Linked DNA regions of Macaca mulatta: region 2 is linked to region 1. A link is a contact called in public Hi-C data. All regions are on one chromosome and are shown on one strand. Each heading gives the region's core, a stretch centred on a gene start, on an enhancer-like site or on the middle of the called end of the contact. The rest is flanking DNA. Distances are from core to core; before and after follow the strand shown.

Region 1 (7,728 bases), core at 1,556-4,055:
AATTCATTTTTTGTTATCATGTAATGCCTATATTAATCCAGAATTGTTCTTTTCTCTCTGAAGTCTACTCTGTCTGAAAACTAATATAGCTGCTTCAGCTTTATTATTTGTTTTTTTGACAAGTCTTGCTCTGTTGCCCAGACTGGAATGCAGTGGCACGATCTCCGTTCACTGCAACCTCCACCTCCCGGGTTCAAGCAATTCTCTGCCTCAGCCTCCCGAGTGGCTGGGATTACAGGCGCCTGCCATCACGCCTGGCCTTTTTTTTTTTTTTTTTTTGGTATTTTTAGTAGAGACAAGGTTTCAGCATCTTGGCCAGGCTGGTCTTGAACTCCTGACCTTGTGATCCACCTGGCTTGGCCTCCCAAAGTGCTGGGATTACAGGTGTGAGCCACCGCGACCAGCCAGCTGCTTCAGCTTTAATTATTGTTGGCCTTCTATGTTTTTACCACTTCCTACTTCAAATTTGCATGTCTTTGCATTTAAAGTGAGTGTCTTGCAGACAAAGTATAGTTGCGTCTTTTTTGTAGGGGATCCATTGAGATGAACTCATTCTTTAATTAGTGTATGTAGACCATTGATATTAAAGGTGATTACAGATGTAGTTGGATTGATATTTATCATGTCTGTTATTATTCTCTATTTGTTGTCCTGTTTTTTCTTCCTATTTTTGCCTTCCACTCTTTTCCTGAGTTTTGTGGTTTTAATGGAGCATTTTATGAGATTCCATTTTCTCCCGTTTAAGCATGTAAATTCTTCCTTTCTTTTTACTTTTAAAAAGCCTTTCTATTGGTTGTCCTAGATTATGCAATGTACATTTACCATTAATACAAGTCTACCTTTTTCTTTTCTTTTCTTTTTTTTTAATGGAGTCTCGCTCTGTTGCTCAGGCTGGGGTGCAGTGGTGCAATCTCTGCTCACGGCAAGCTCCGCCTCTGGGGTTCACGCCATTTTCCTGCCTCAGCCTCCCTAGTAGCTGGGACTACAGGCGCCCGCCACCACGACCGGCTAATTTGTTTTTGTATTTGATTTTAGTAGAGACGGGGTTTCACCACATTAGGCAGGATGGTCTCGATCTCCTGACCTCGTGATCCGCCTGCCTCAGCCTCCCAAAGTGCTGGGATTATAGGCGTGAGCCACCGCGCCTGGCCAATACAAGTCTACTTTCAAGTAATACTATACTACTTTATGAGTAGTGCAGGTATTTTACAATAACAAAATATTTCTAACTCCTCCCTCCTACAGTTTATATCATTGCTATCATTCATTTCACTTATTGTTAAATTATAATCATCTAATAATTATTGTTATCGTTATTTTGAACAAATTATTAGCAGCTATATCAATGAAAAATAAGAAAACTTAAAGTTTTTATTTGACATTCATTTATTCTTTTAAAATATTCTTCTTTTATGTAGATCCAAATTTGTTACTTTTCTCTGAAGAACTTCTTTTAATTTATTTCAACATTTCTTGCATGGCAGGTCTACGAGCAACAAATTGCCTCAATTTTCGTTTTCTACAAAAGTCTTGGTCGGTCGCAGTAGCTCATCCCTGTAATCCCAGCACTTTGGGAGGCCGAGGTGGGTGGATCACTTGAGGTCAAGCATTCAAGACCAGCCTGACCAACATGGTGAAACCTCACCTCTACTAAAAATACAAAAATTAGCCGGGCACGCACCTGTAATCCCAGCTACTCTGGAGGCTGAGGCAGGAGAATCACTTTGAACCTTGGGGGTGGAGGTTGCAGTGAGCCAATGTCGCACTGTTGCACTCTGCACTCCAGCCTGGGCAACAGAAACTCCATCTCAAAAAAAAAAAAAAAAAAAGGGTATTTATTTCTCCTTCACTTTTGAAGAATATTTTGTCCAAGGCATGGTATCACACTATGATTCTAGTTTGCATTCTCATGATTTTGCTATTTTCATTTACTATTTCATCACGAACATCTTTTCATGTTAATACATATAAGTCTACCTTACTGAAGAAATAAACCAAAACATAAATTAATGGTATTGTATAGATGTACCAGAATTTTTAAACCTGGCTCCTCTTAATGGCTATGTTTTCTTTATTTTTCTATTACAAGTAATGATGAAATCAGTATTCTTATCATCACACATGTATTTGCACCCCAATGTTCCCCACAGCCATTTGTTGCCATTTGACTTTGTCCTGGTACATGCAGAGATAAATTTTCTTTAAACTTTATGAGGTCAAGTTGATCAATCACGTCCTTGATGGCTTCCGAGCTGTCTTTGCTGAATACATGCCTCTTTATTTTTTAAGAGACAGCGGTCCCCTTATGTCGCCCAGGCTGGTCTCAAACTCCTGGCCTCAAGTCATCCTCTCGCCTCAGCTTCCCAAGTCGCTAGGATTACAGGCGTGAACCATCGTGACGGGCTCTGTTCTATGCTTTAAAGATCTTCCCTGCTCAGAAATTTTAGAATGAAAGTGTTTTCAACCAGCCTTTCATGGTTGCAGTTTTTCAGCCCACACTTGAGGGCACAGTATTTTCTAAGTCCGCTTGCGCGGCTCTGGAGAGCCCGGCCAGGCATGGCGCCCGGCCCGCAGGCTCGCGGTTACATTTTCCACGTCCTCTCTGGAGGCCGGCGCCACACCGGGAGTCGCGTGGGGAGAGTCTGTACCCTTCGCAGCAGCCAGCCGTCCGGTCTGCTGCTGGGGACGCGTCGTGCTGACCGGGAGGTCCAAGTCGGGAGCTCCGAGACTAGCCAGACGCGCTCCACCAGCCCGAGTCTGAGAAAAGCACCCGGATAAGGACCGCGGCCGTTTCCACCGGTTGTCGGGCTCCACCTGGTGGCCGATACTGCGTACTGCGCTTGTTCTCTGGAGCTCCTGCGAGAGAGGTGGCCACTGTGCACTGGGTTCCCTGGCGTTAGCAGGGTTGTTCCGGCCGCTGGCAAAGCATTCGCTCCCCATCTGCTCGGGGGAGCTTGGACCTGCAGATTAAGCTCGGAGTAGGATCTTGTTGCCCTCTCAGCCTGGATGCTCTGTGGTGGGGCTCCATGCGGGTCGACCAGCAACTCCCAGTGCCCGCCCCTCCATCACAAGACCTATCGGGGTCAACACGAACCATCTTGAAAGGGTGTTTGGAGGCCGCCACGCGTGTGGCTCGATACCAGTAGCTTCCATTTGACCTCATTTTCCCCAAGTTCTGCCTCGGAGGTGGGGATAGGCTGTACTCGGAGAAACGCGGAGGGCGCCATCAGCCTGGACTAGGTCCCGCGTCTCTCCACATCCTCGGACTAGGTTTTTTCCGAGGCCTGCTCAGGGGGTGACAACGGACTGGAGAGGAACTGGGAGCCCCAGGGAGGGCGTGTCAGCTTCTGTCTGTATCGAGCAAGATTCTGTGTCGAGCAGGACCCTGACGCCACGGGGAGTTTCCTTGTGTTTTTGGCCTCTTCCCAAATATTGGGAACCCCAGGGATTCATTTGGCTGCCAAGCTCTACGCTGCAGGCACGAAGGTATTCCAGCATAGTCCTTTGCTCCAGGACACCTGGGCCGCTTTCCTGAGGGAACAGCATTCCCCTTACCGGGCTACACCCTGGCCACCCATGCCATTCACGAGCTGTTCCTGCCAGATCTGCTGGCACTCAGTCATCCTGGGCCATCAGGCTACTGAGTTCCGGGAGATGGTGAGTGCTCAGGGTGCGTGTGTGGTCAGAGGTGTCAGAGCCCAAAGTAGCCAGAAGAAAGCCAAGTCCCCAGTCATCTGATGCCAACTTCGAACTTCTCATCCTTCTCCTTCCTCCTGCATTGCTCCTTCCAGGCATTCTTTAATCACAGCTGTGTTGGAGGCTGGGATTCCAGACCCAGCACTAACGGGGTACAGCCACAGCTGCAGCATCTCACAGTGACCTAGAGCCTGGCCCAGCTGCCCAACTCAGGCAGTTCACGTAGCACAGCATCCCTGGGAGGTGGCCACTGCCAGATTCACTTCGGATTAGGAACTGAGGCTCCAAAGGCACAAATGACTTGCCCAACATCAGGCAGAAGGATTAGAATTTGGGTCTGGTGGCCTCTAACTCTGTCTCCCAAAGAACAGACCATCAACCAAGGAGACAGGTTATGTCCAGGTAATACAACGAAGTGACCTAACTACAAAGAAGGATGAGTGATCATGGTGGGGGCATGGTGGTGGGCTCTCCCTGCATCTGTTTGTCTCCTCTCTTCCTCCTGCCCCCAGACCCGGCCACTGAACACGCTCCTGGACCTTGACATGCTGGGCTTCCATATTGTCCTGTCTTGCCTCAGACACTACAGAAGGATCACTCCCCTTCCAGTGATAATGGAGTTCTTCATTACCAAAGTGTACAGCCATGAAATCCATTACTAACCCTGAGACTCGGGCAAGAGGTGACAGGTCAGCTAAGTGAGAGAACAGTAGCAAAGTATATCTTTGTGTGGATCCAGATTTCCATCTGGTATTGTTATGGGATCCTTGGGGTGTTACTTCACCAGCCAGAAACCTCCGTGGCCAGTGGTGCCTTCGTCTGAGTTTTGCTCTGGACCGCTGGTCTCATTCCACCCACTCGGCCTGGCAGGCTGTACTCAGTTCCCACTACCAGCCTGGATGGCATGTCTGCCAAGGATGAGCCAGGCACGGAGCAGCAAGGGGTGTGTGAGCAAGTATGGGATCCAGCCACTGCACACAGCCAGGCATGCCAGCTGGGGGGTGACAGGTGGTGGGCAGGCAGCTTCAGGCACTGGCACGGGTGCCAGCTCCATGCAAGGCCTGCAGCTAGACCAGGCATACCATAGCTGACACCAGGGAATGTGGTGGCGCCCAGAACCTTGGAGATGCCAGGAACCCACAGAGCCCTAAAGAGGGTGTCACAGCCCTGGCTTGGGGGAGTTCCTAGGTCCGGGCTCTCAGAAGAGATGCAGCTCTTCTCTCTTGCTCTCTTTCCGTTGCCTGCAATGTGACAAACAAGGGGCAGGTTTCAGCACTGTTTGCATTGCAGCTATTTTAGCTCCGCCATTCAGCAGGTCTCCAGTTCTTGTCCTGCGTCCGGGAAGAATGATATATGCAGACAAGTGGAAGGTGAACAAGATGAAGAGGAGCTTTACTGAATGACAGAACAGCTCAGAGGAGACCCACAGTGGGTAGCTCCTCTCCATAGCCAGGATGTCCTGATGAGTATTGTGCTCTCAGCAGAGAGGGTGGCCCCTATCTGCAGTCAGGTCATTGCTGTTGTCTCTTTAGCTCTCAGCAGAGAGGGTAACTCCTCCCTAAATACTGGCAGCCCACTCCCCAGGTTACAGCCCCTCCCCAGCTTGCAGGTGGGGCTTCATTGGGAACCTGCCCCCTTCCACCCAGGAGCCTGTTTTGCCTCCTGTCATTGTTCGTGGCGCCCAGGCTATTCTTGCCAAGCAATACCTGCAGGCCTGTGCCAGGCTGTCCTCAGCCCCACTTCAGCCTCCTTCTCATGCTTGTCAGCCTCCAAAGTCCGACAGGGGCCAAGGGGCTGGCATGTCAGCACTGCCCTAAGCATGCACAAATGTGGCTGGGATGCGACAGTGCCGAGAGAGAGACGGCGCTTCAGGTTGTGGTCTGTGATTGGAGCAGGTGCTAACAGTGGGGAGAACCCAGACAGTGGGAGCAAGCACTTCCTAGCCTGCAGGGACTAGAGGAGGGCCTTCCTGGGCCCCCAAGAGTACACACATGCCTGGGTCCACAGCTCCAGCTTGGGTGGCTGCAGCTGCACCTGGGAGGGCAGGGCTCCTGCCTACTCCTGGCTCCTGAGAGCACAGGAGTGCCCTGGTCGCAGCCACAGCTTGGGTGGCTGTAGTTGCGCCCAGGAAGCTCCCACCCCACCAACTTTCTGGCTCCATAAAGCACGCAGCCCTGGCCACGCCTCTTGTCTGCATTTTCCCCTTAGTGGCAGCGGGCAAGGTGCGGGTGGCTGGTGGCCTCAGCCAACCCCGCGCAAACAAACCCAGTGCTCCTGGGGCCGCCCCACGACTCCTGGCTGCACCATCGGCTCGCAGGCTCCTGGGACGCGCCAGAGAGTGAGGTTGAAGCCGCGGTGGAGGTTCCGGGCCTGCAGCGGGTCCTGCCCAGTAGTGCGAGGGTGGGGGTGGTGCAGGTGCAGTCAGCTGCCTCAGGGATGTGGGGCACAGGAGACCCACCACAGCCACTACTGCTCCCACAGTCGCTCCTGCCACCACCACTTGTGCCTCCCCACTGCAGCTGGCATGATAACAGTGGCTGCTCCAGATGGCACGCTGCTGCCATTAGTATCGTTTCTCTTATGCCTGAAGGACACCCTTTAACTCTTCTTATGCAGGTCTGCAGGTAATAGTCTTTGAGCTTTTTCAGGTCTGAAAACTTCTTTATTTCTTCATCTATTATTCTCTTTTTGGTGACTGTTAAACCAATCCATTGACATTTCAATTTCAATTATGATACTTTTCATTTCTACTTGGTACTTTTCCCAATCTATTTGGTTATTTTCATACTCAAGTTATTTCAGCTCCTTTGTTTCTTTAAGTATAAAACACACTTTGTACTGTCTTTGGTAACTTGACTGTCTTAAGTTTTTGCAGGCCTGCTCCTTCTGCCCATTGCTTCTGCTGGCTCTTGCTGATTTTATGTTTGTGATATTTTTATGGTAAACTTATATTCCTTGAGACTATCTCAGAGTTCCTCCAAAGACAATCCATTTTGCATCTGTCAGTCATTTAGAAGGCATCAAAAAGCTGATATTGCTTTAAATTTGAAGCTTGACGCATTTTAGACCACCCAGCTTGTGTGAACAACCCAGTTAAAGGGTTGGTTTTACATATATATAAAACTCTCAGGGGAGATGTTTTCTCTCAGGATGCACAATGTTCCTCACTGTTCCTAGGGAAGCAGGGGCCAAGGGCAGCATACAGGGGAGGCGGAAAGGTTTATTCATAGTTCACCGTTACACTAAGTCTGTCCTTTTGGATCTCACTTTATGATGTCTCCTTTTAGCCCCTCCCACTTGGGCAGGCCCTCAGCTTTGTCTGCTGTTCTGCTGCCCCTTTCCCACCTCAGGCTGTGAAAAACAGCAAAGTTTAATTTGCCATTTGGCAAATATCTTAATGGTGAAAAGAGGCATCGGTGTCTTAGTTATTTCTTTGGGTTTCATCTCCATTTTAAAACTTTTTTGGCTTTTTGGAACTCTTATTTTATAGCTCATTGACACATTTTTAAAAGGTTCTTGAAATGTATTCCAGAAGCTTTAGTTGTTTTCAGCTGGTCCTTATCAGCCCTACTGTTGGAAATAAAATTCTTTCAACTTGTTCTTTAGCAATGTACAGGCTCCACAGATCTCTCCCTGATCCTGAGGCAATAGGGTAAGAACACCACTTAGGAATCAGGCTGGCCTGAGATCAAGTCTTGGATCCACCAGCAGTGTGACATCAGTGCCTCAGTTTCTTTATAGCATTGGTGATATGGTTTGGCTCTGAGTCTCCAGCCAAATGTCATGTCGAATTGTAATTTCCAATGTTGGAGGAGGAGCCTGGTGGGAAGTTACTGAATCATAGGGGTGGACATCCCCCTTGCTCTCATGAGATCTGGTTAAAAACTGTATAGTAACTTCCCTGCGCTCCTGCTGGCCATGTGAAGATATGCGTCCTTCCCCTTCACCTTCCACCATGATAGTAAGTTTCCTGAGGTCTCCTCAGCCATGCTTACTGTACAGCTTGTGGAACCATGAGCCAATTAAACCTTT
Region 2 (7,728 bases), core at 2,737-5,236, 96 kb after region 1:
GTAGTGACGGGGTTTCACCGTGTTAGCCAGGTTGGTCTTGATATCCTAACCTAGTGATCCTCCTGCATCGGCCTCCCAAAGTGCTGGGATTACAGGCGTGAGCCACTGTGCCAGGCCTGAGATTGTTTTCTTAATTTCTTTCTGGGATAATTCACTGTTAGTATATAGCAATGCAACAGGTTTTTTAATGTGTTCTGCAAATTTGCTGAATTTTGTTTCTTAATTTTAACAGTTTTTAATTGGAGCCTTTAGAATTTTCTCTATATAAGATCATGTCATCCTCAAACAGAGACATTTTCACTTCTTTTCCAAGTTGGATGCCTTTTATTTCTTTTTCTTACCTAATTGCTCTGGCTAGGATTTACAGACTTTTTCAGAAGCCCCCCAGAATAATCTAAGGGAGTCCACTGTCACTAGATCTGCTTTATAAGAAATCCTAAAGGGAGTTCTTCAAACTGAAATGCAATAAGACTAATTAGTATCATGAAACCATATGTGGTTATAAAATTCACTGGTCAAAGTAACTATACAGTCAAATTCAAAATACTCCTAATACTGCAATGATGCAGTATAATCACTTTAACTTTTAAAAGGTTAATATTACAAATAAATATAACTACAAAATATACAAAGAAATAAACTCTGACATAAAAAAAATACAAAGTGGAGGAGAGTAAAGTGTAGGGTTTTTGTGTATTATTGAAGTTAAGTTGTTATCAACTTAAAATAGACCATTGTAACTACAATCATGCATTTCTTAATTTGGATATGTTCTGAATAATGCCTCATTATGCAATTTTGTCATGGTGTGAATATCATAGAGTGTACTTACACAAAATTAGATAATACCACCTACTACACACCCAGGCTATATGGTATAACCTATTGCTTCCAGGCTACAAATCTGTACAGCATTGTACTATACTGAATGCTGTAGGCAACTGTAATACAATGATAAGCATTTGTGTATTTAAATGTATCTAAACAGATAAAACAAAAATGTTATAACCTTATGGGACCACCATTGTATATGTGGCCCATCATTGACCAAAACATCCTTATATGGCACATGATAGCATATGATGTTTTATGTAAGCCTCATGATAATCACAAAGACGAAACATGTAATAGATACACAAATGAGAATTTAACCACATGTTTAAAAAAGAATTACTACAAAGACACAGCAAAAAATCAAAGTATACCACTACAGAAAATAATCAAAATAATCAAATCATGCACAGCCAGAGAGAAATAAAAGAACAAAGAAACTACAAAACACCTATCAATAGTTACTTCAAATATCAGTGGACCAAATTAGTGAAACAGAAGACCCAGAGTGGCTGAATGGAGAGTAAAACAAGAACCAAATATATGCCACCTATAAGAGACTCTCTTCACCTTCAGAGACACACATAGACTGAAAGGAAAGAGAGGGAACAACAAAAAAGAAAGAGTAGTTATTCTTACAACAAACAAAATAGACTTTAAGTCAAAAACTGTAACAAGAGACAAAGTCATTATAGAATGATACAAGGGTCAATTCATCAAGAGGATATAACTACTGCAAATACATATTCTCCCAACATTGGAGTACCTAATTATATAAAGCAAATATTAACAAATCTGAAGAGAGAAGTAGACAACAATAATACATAACAGTAGGGGACTTCCATATCCCACTGCCAACAATGGATTGATCATTCAGACAGATAATCAATAAGGAAACAGCTGACTTGAACTACACTATAGATCAAATGGACCGGATATACAGGACATTCCTTTCCAAAACAGCAAAACACACATTCTTCTCGAGCATACACAGTACATTCTCCAACATATGTCATATATTAGGCCAGAAAACAAGTCTTAGCAAGTTTAAGAAGATTGAAATCTTACCAAGTATTCTTTTTGACCACAGTGGCATGAAACTGAAAATTAAAAACAGGAGAAAACTTAGAAAAGTGACAAATATGTGGAAATCAACCAACACACTCCTGAACAACCAACAGATCAAAGAAAACATCAAAAAAGAAATAAAATATCTTGAGACAAACTAAAATGAAAGCACAACATTCTAGAACTTATGAGATGAAGCAAAAGCCGCTCTAAGAGGGAAGTTTATACAGATAAGTACTAAATGAAGAAAAAAGATCTCAAAGAAACAATAAACGTCAAAGAAAAAAAATCAAGCCCAAAATTAGAAGAAGGAACTAACAAAGACCATAGCAGAAATAAATGAAATAGAGCAGAAAAACAACAGAAAAGATCAATGAAATGAAAAGTTGATTTTTTGAAAAGATAATAAAAATTGACCAACCTTTCACTAAGCTAAGAAAAAAGAGAGAAATCTCAAATAAATAAAATTAGAACAAAAAAGGAAATATTAAAATTGGTACCATAGAAATACAAAGGACATTAATAGTCTACTCTAAACAACTATGTGTCAACTGTTTAACTTAGAATATAATTTCTAGAAACATACATCCACTAAGACTGAAACATGAAGAAACAGAAAATCAAAACAGATAAATAATGAGTAAAAATATGAGTCAGTAGTCAAAAAACTCCTGAAAAAGGAAAATCCAAGACCAGATAGCTTACTGGAGAATTCTAGCAAATGTTTAAAGAAGAATTAATCCCATTTATTAACAAACTCTTCCAAAAGTTGAAGAGGAGGGAACATTTCCAAACATTTTTTATGAGGCCAGCATTACCCTGATAACAAAGACAGAAAAGGACACTACAAGGATGACAGATGTTTTTAAGGTGCAAATGATGTATTCTTGGATTTGAAAATACAGGATTTGTTTGTACAAAGATTTGTGTGTGGATAGGTGGATGTGTACTGGTGTGTGCATGCATACATATATAAGCTTATCTTGTTTTATTGCACTTCACTTTACTATGCTTCTCAGATATTGCATTTTTTACAAATTGAAGGTTTGTGACAACCCTGCATCAAGTAAGTCTACCAGTGCCACTTTTCTGGTAGCATGTGCTTATTTTGTATCTCTGTGTTACATTTTTGTAATTCTTGCAATATTTGAAATGCTTTGTTATTATTATATCTGTTATGGTGATCTGTGATCAGTGATCATTGATATTACTATTGTCATTGTTTTGGGGCATCACAAACCATGCTCCCCAAAAGATAATGAGCTTAATTGATACATATGTGTGTTCAAATGGTTCTATCAATCTGCCCTTCCTCCATCTCCCCCTCTCCTCAGGTCTCCCTGTTTTCTGAGACACAGCAATATTGAAATTATGCCAATTAATAACTCTACAAAGGCCTCTATGTGTTCAAGTGAAAGTAAGAGCCACATATCTCTTATTAAAAATCAAAAGTGAGAAATGATTAAGCTGAGTGAGGAAGGCACGTTAAAAGCCGAAACAGGCCAAAAGGCCCAGGCTAGTCTCGAACTCCTGGCTTTAAGCAATCCACCTGCTGCAGCCTCCCAGGTGGCTGAGATTAAAGGCATGAGCCACCATGTCCAGCTTCTATGCATTATTTTAAACGGAGTATTGAAGACTCTATTACTGTAGAACTATTTTTAATTTCAATTCTGTCAATATTTGGGTCACAGTTAGGCCTTAATGTTATTACACGCCGGTCTGATGCTCATGGCCAGGCCATTTTGTTTTCCTGTTGGATATAAACAATCTCACAGAATAATGTCAACTTCAGAAGGTTAATCGGAGACCGTGGTAAGTGCAAACAAAAACAAGGGCACTTTATAATGTTGTCTAAATGCAGATAAAAAACAAAGTCTTGATGCCACTTCTGACAGCATCCAATCTAAAATCTTCACTTTCTGAGACCCTATCGAAAATCAACCAATTAAACCCCGACTCGTTTAATAGTTTCTCTCTAACTCCTTCCACTGAGATGACCCATAGTACCCCATTCCTTGCTGCAATGTAATTATATTTTCCACAAGTGTGCTCCTGGTGGTCTTTAACTGAAGGGCACTCACTGGGTCACTGGTGAATTTCCCCGCAGGAACTGAGTCAGACCCCATCTCAGGGCCCTGAACACGATAGGGGCCTGCTCTAAGGCGTGGACCCTCCCGACAGGCCCGGCCTGTCTTGACTTGCGAGGGTTACTGTTCTTGTCCCAAGCGTACAGATGAGGAAGGGGAGACTCAGGGCGAGCGACCCGGGTCCCAGTGGAGCCCCCGGCACACGCCGACACTGGGGCACCAGCCGCGATGGCCACCACTGTGCGCGGAGACGGCTGCGACGCGTCCGCGGGTAAAGTCCCTCGGCGCCTTGCCTCCCACCGGCGCCTTCCCCAGCCCCAGGTTTTTGTCCCCGCCAGCGGCTCCGACTCCATGGCGTCCTCTTCCAGTCTAATGCTTTTTTCCAGATCTCGATCCCAAACTCCCTCCTGCCGGAATCTGGACCCGAATCCACCCGTTGCCCATTTTCCGCTGCCGCTGGAGAGAATCTCTGAGGTGCCCAGGACAGCCTGCCTGCACGGAAGAGATGCCTCCTCAGTATGGCCGCCCCCAGAGAGGAGCGATGAAGTGCAGGCCTCCATGTTGCTCTTGAGCCCGAGCGGCTTTAGGGAGCCATGTTTATTACTGGCGGGCGCCGGCCTCACTGAGCATGTGCAGCCCTGGCCGGGCGGCCTCAAAGTTCTGACGTCACAGGGCGGTTCCTGAAGTGGACATAGTTGTAAGAGCTAGTTATTGTAGACAATACCTCTGGGATCAGGAACTCTAATCTGGAAATAGATAGTAGGAGAGGTCGGTAATGCTGTCTCTGGGTCAGAGACCTGAGCTATGTGGGGTTAGAGAGGGGCCCTGGGCAGGCGAGTCTCTGGGGAGTGTGGTGAGAATCCTTGTGTCAGATGCTGGGAGGAGGTGGGGTCAGGGCTGGGGTCCGTGGGCCGACGGGTTGGGGGAAGGTCAGCGTCAGGGATCAGTAGTAGAGATTCTGTGTGCCCTGATCTCCAGTGGAGTTTTTAAATACAGAGTGTTCATGAGTTTAGCAATGTTATTCGCCTCTCATTATTTAAATAATTTGAAGTTTTCCCCAATAACTAGTGTCTTAGAAGTTGTGAAAATTTCAGAAAATGACAGGTCTTCCGAGTTCGTGATGGGAGTTGGGTAGCACTCGCTTACGAGCACCTGGAGAGTTCCAGGTGGTGAAGGTTTAGCCCAGTAAAGCAGAGAGGTTAGGAGGTTAAATTGGGGGCTCTGGAGCCAAACCTGTGAGGATCTGAGTCCTGGCTCTGGCACTTAAAAGCTGTGTGACCTTGGTCAAGATACTTGGCCCCTCTGTGCTTCAGTTTCCTCATCTGCTAAATGGAGAAATAAGGGCATCTACCCCATAGGGTAGTTGTGTGATTACACAAGTTAATACACTTCAGTCATTAGCAAGAAAGTGAGTGTCAAGCTGTATTTGTTCAGGCAGCCATATGGTAGCCCCACTTCATTAATAAACTGAGGTATTGAAGTATCTTCTTTTTCTTTCAGAAAATATTTGTCAAGCACCTTCTGTGTTCTAAGAACTGTTCTAGGGCTTTGGATGCTATGGAGGTCTAGAAATTCACATTATGGTGGCAGGTGACAGACAATACAAAGAGATAAAGTAATTCCATATAGTGATAAGCCAGGGAGGAGTGCTAAAAGGAGCCAAGGTGTAGAGGTGACTGGAAGGTGACCAGGGAAACCGCTGTAGGGTTTCTAAGTGATGAGATCTGTGACAAATCCCTGTGGTCACCAGGAGGCATTGGTTGTGTAACTTTATTCTGTCCCATTGATCTTGTAGTCAACCCTGGTCTGTTCTGTATTGTTTTAATTACATAATATTTGTAATAATGTTTAATACCTGGTGGAGTGCTCTGTTTACTTATTTTTGCGTAATTAACCACCCCTAAGCTTAACTTCATGCTTCTGCAGGGTGGTTGATCTCCATGGTTCTAGGTGGTTCTGCATGGGGCCTCTCACATGTATTACAGTCAAATGTTAGCTGGGGCCACAGTCATCTGAACTCACTTACATGACTGGCAATTCATGTAGACTGTTGCCTGGAGAAGACATATGTGGCCTGGTGGAATGGAATGGCAACTAGGTTCAAGGAAGGGCTTCCCAGGAGCAAGGCTTCCAAGAGACCGAAGTAGAAGCTTCAGTTTCTTTAAAAAATAAAATAAAATCGGGCTGGGCGCGATGACTCATGCCTGTAATCCCAGCACTTTGGGAGGCCGAGGTGGGCAGATCACCAGGTCATGAGATCGAGACCATCCTGGCCAACATAGTGAAACCCGTCTCTAATAAAAAATAAATAAATACAAAAATAAGTTGGGTGTGGTGGCATGCACTTGTAGTCTCAACTACTCGGGAGGCTGAGACAGGAGAATCTCTTGAACCTGGGAGGCAGAGGTTGCAGTCAGCTGAAATTGCACCACTGCACTTTAGCCTGGTGACAGAGCGAGACTCTGTCTTTAAAAAAACAAACAAACAAACAAAAAAACCCCAAAAAAACCCAATCCTAGAATTCCCAGAATGGAATTTATGTCATATTCTGTGGATCGAGCAAGTCGCAAGGCAACCAGATTCAAGGGGAGGGGAGTTATTCCTCACCTCTTGAGAAGCAATGTGTGTTGAGGAAGGGAAAGAATTGATGGTAGCTGTCTTTGACTTCTACCATATAGAGCAGGGTCTTCACACTCTTTTCTTCCTTAATAATCTTCCATTTGAAAATTTTTATTATTTCATATAAATTTTATAATCAATTTTTTCTTGTCTAGATAAGCATGCCATTTGGATTAAAATTGCATTACATTGCATTACTTTGCAACTTTTGAGAGATTGTGGGAGGGGAATTGGCAACCTTATAATATTGAATCTGCTCATTAAGGAACGTAGTCTGTCTATATACTTAGGTTTTATGTTTTTAATAACATACATGTTGGTATTTCTGCCTCGGCTTTTCTCTTTGTTTTTACCTGAAACCCATGAATGAGACTGCACTGTCTGTGTGATTGGGCAGTTGCCCAAAGTTTAAGGTGTTAACATGCATTAATTCACTTAATCCCTCCTCATTTCCTCCTTCCCTCAACCCCTGACAACCACTAATCTGCTTTCTGTCTCTAGATTTGCCTATTCTGGACATTTTATATAAATGTGTCATCCAATATCTGGTCTTTTGTGACTGGCTTCTTTCACTTAGCAGGATTCTAAGGTTTTTTGAGGTTCATTCATTGTGTAGCCTGTATCAGTACTTCATTCCTGTTTATGATTGAATAATGTTCCATTGTTTGTACATATGTATGTATACCACACTTTGTATATCCATTTATTCATTGGGGGATATATGGGTTATTTACAGTGTATTTCAGGAGTCCCCAAGATCATCCTCCCCCTTGATCTACTGCTATTTGTACCTTATATGACCTCTGCAGAACTATTTATCTGGAAATTAGCCGATGGTTAACTAAATATAGTTCTAAAGACCCATTTCACAGATTCCTAGAGTAGGAGCACAATGCCACCAGTCTCCTTGCTAAGACACAGCAAGAGTGACCTTTGCTACAGTTCCCAATAAGTTCCTCATCTCCATCTGAGACCACCTCAGCCTGCATTTCACTGTCCATATCACTGTATGAGCATCTCGGTCACAACAATTCAACAAGTCTCTAGGAAGTTCCAAACTTTTCTTCTTGTCTTCTGTTTTTGGTTTTTGTCTTTAGATGGAGTCTCACTCTGTTATCCAGGC

Evidence for each region. A called contact is a pair of places that touch in the nucleus more often than the background predicts.
Region 2: a contact with region 1 is called in a Hi-C map of blood, with 3 times the contacts expected there. The contact joins the promoter of LOC114672855 here to the enhancer-like site in region 1. A contact is called at or near these places in 4 of 14 Hi-C or Micro-C datasets (CD4 T cells, blood, fetal cortex germinal zone and 1 more).

What each region holds. Positions count from the first base shown.
Region 1 is chr15:125,231,921-125,239,648 of T2T-MMU8v2.0, forward strand. The region is part of intron 2 of ZNF484 (zinc finger protein 484); the gene reads right to left. All of the region lies in intron 1 of LOC114672854 (a long non-coding RNA gene), which reads right to left. Among named protein-coding and RNA genes, the nearest start is that of ZNF484, 62 kb to the right of the region's middle. Within about 2 kb of position 2,806, at least 9 of the 40 cell types and tissues checked have an H3K27ac peak or open chromatin away from gene starts, as enhancers often do. A contact at or near this core is called in blood, where this site is marked.
Region 2 is chr15:125,326,241-125,333,968 of T2T-MMU8v2.0, forward strand. It overlaps LOC114672855 (putative UPF0633 protein), which reads left to right and starts at 3,987. Exons shown (of 2, transcript XM_028835367.2): 1 at 3,987-4,257; 2 at 4,373-5,147. The coding sequence starts at 4,133. The coding sequence ends at 4,670.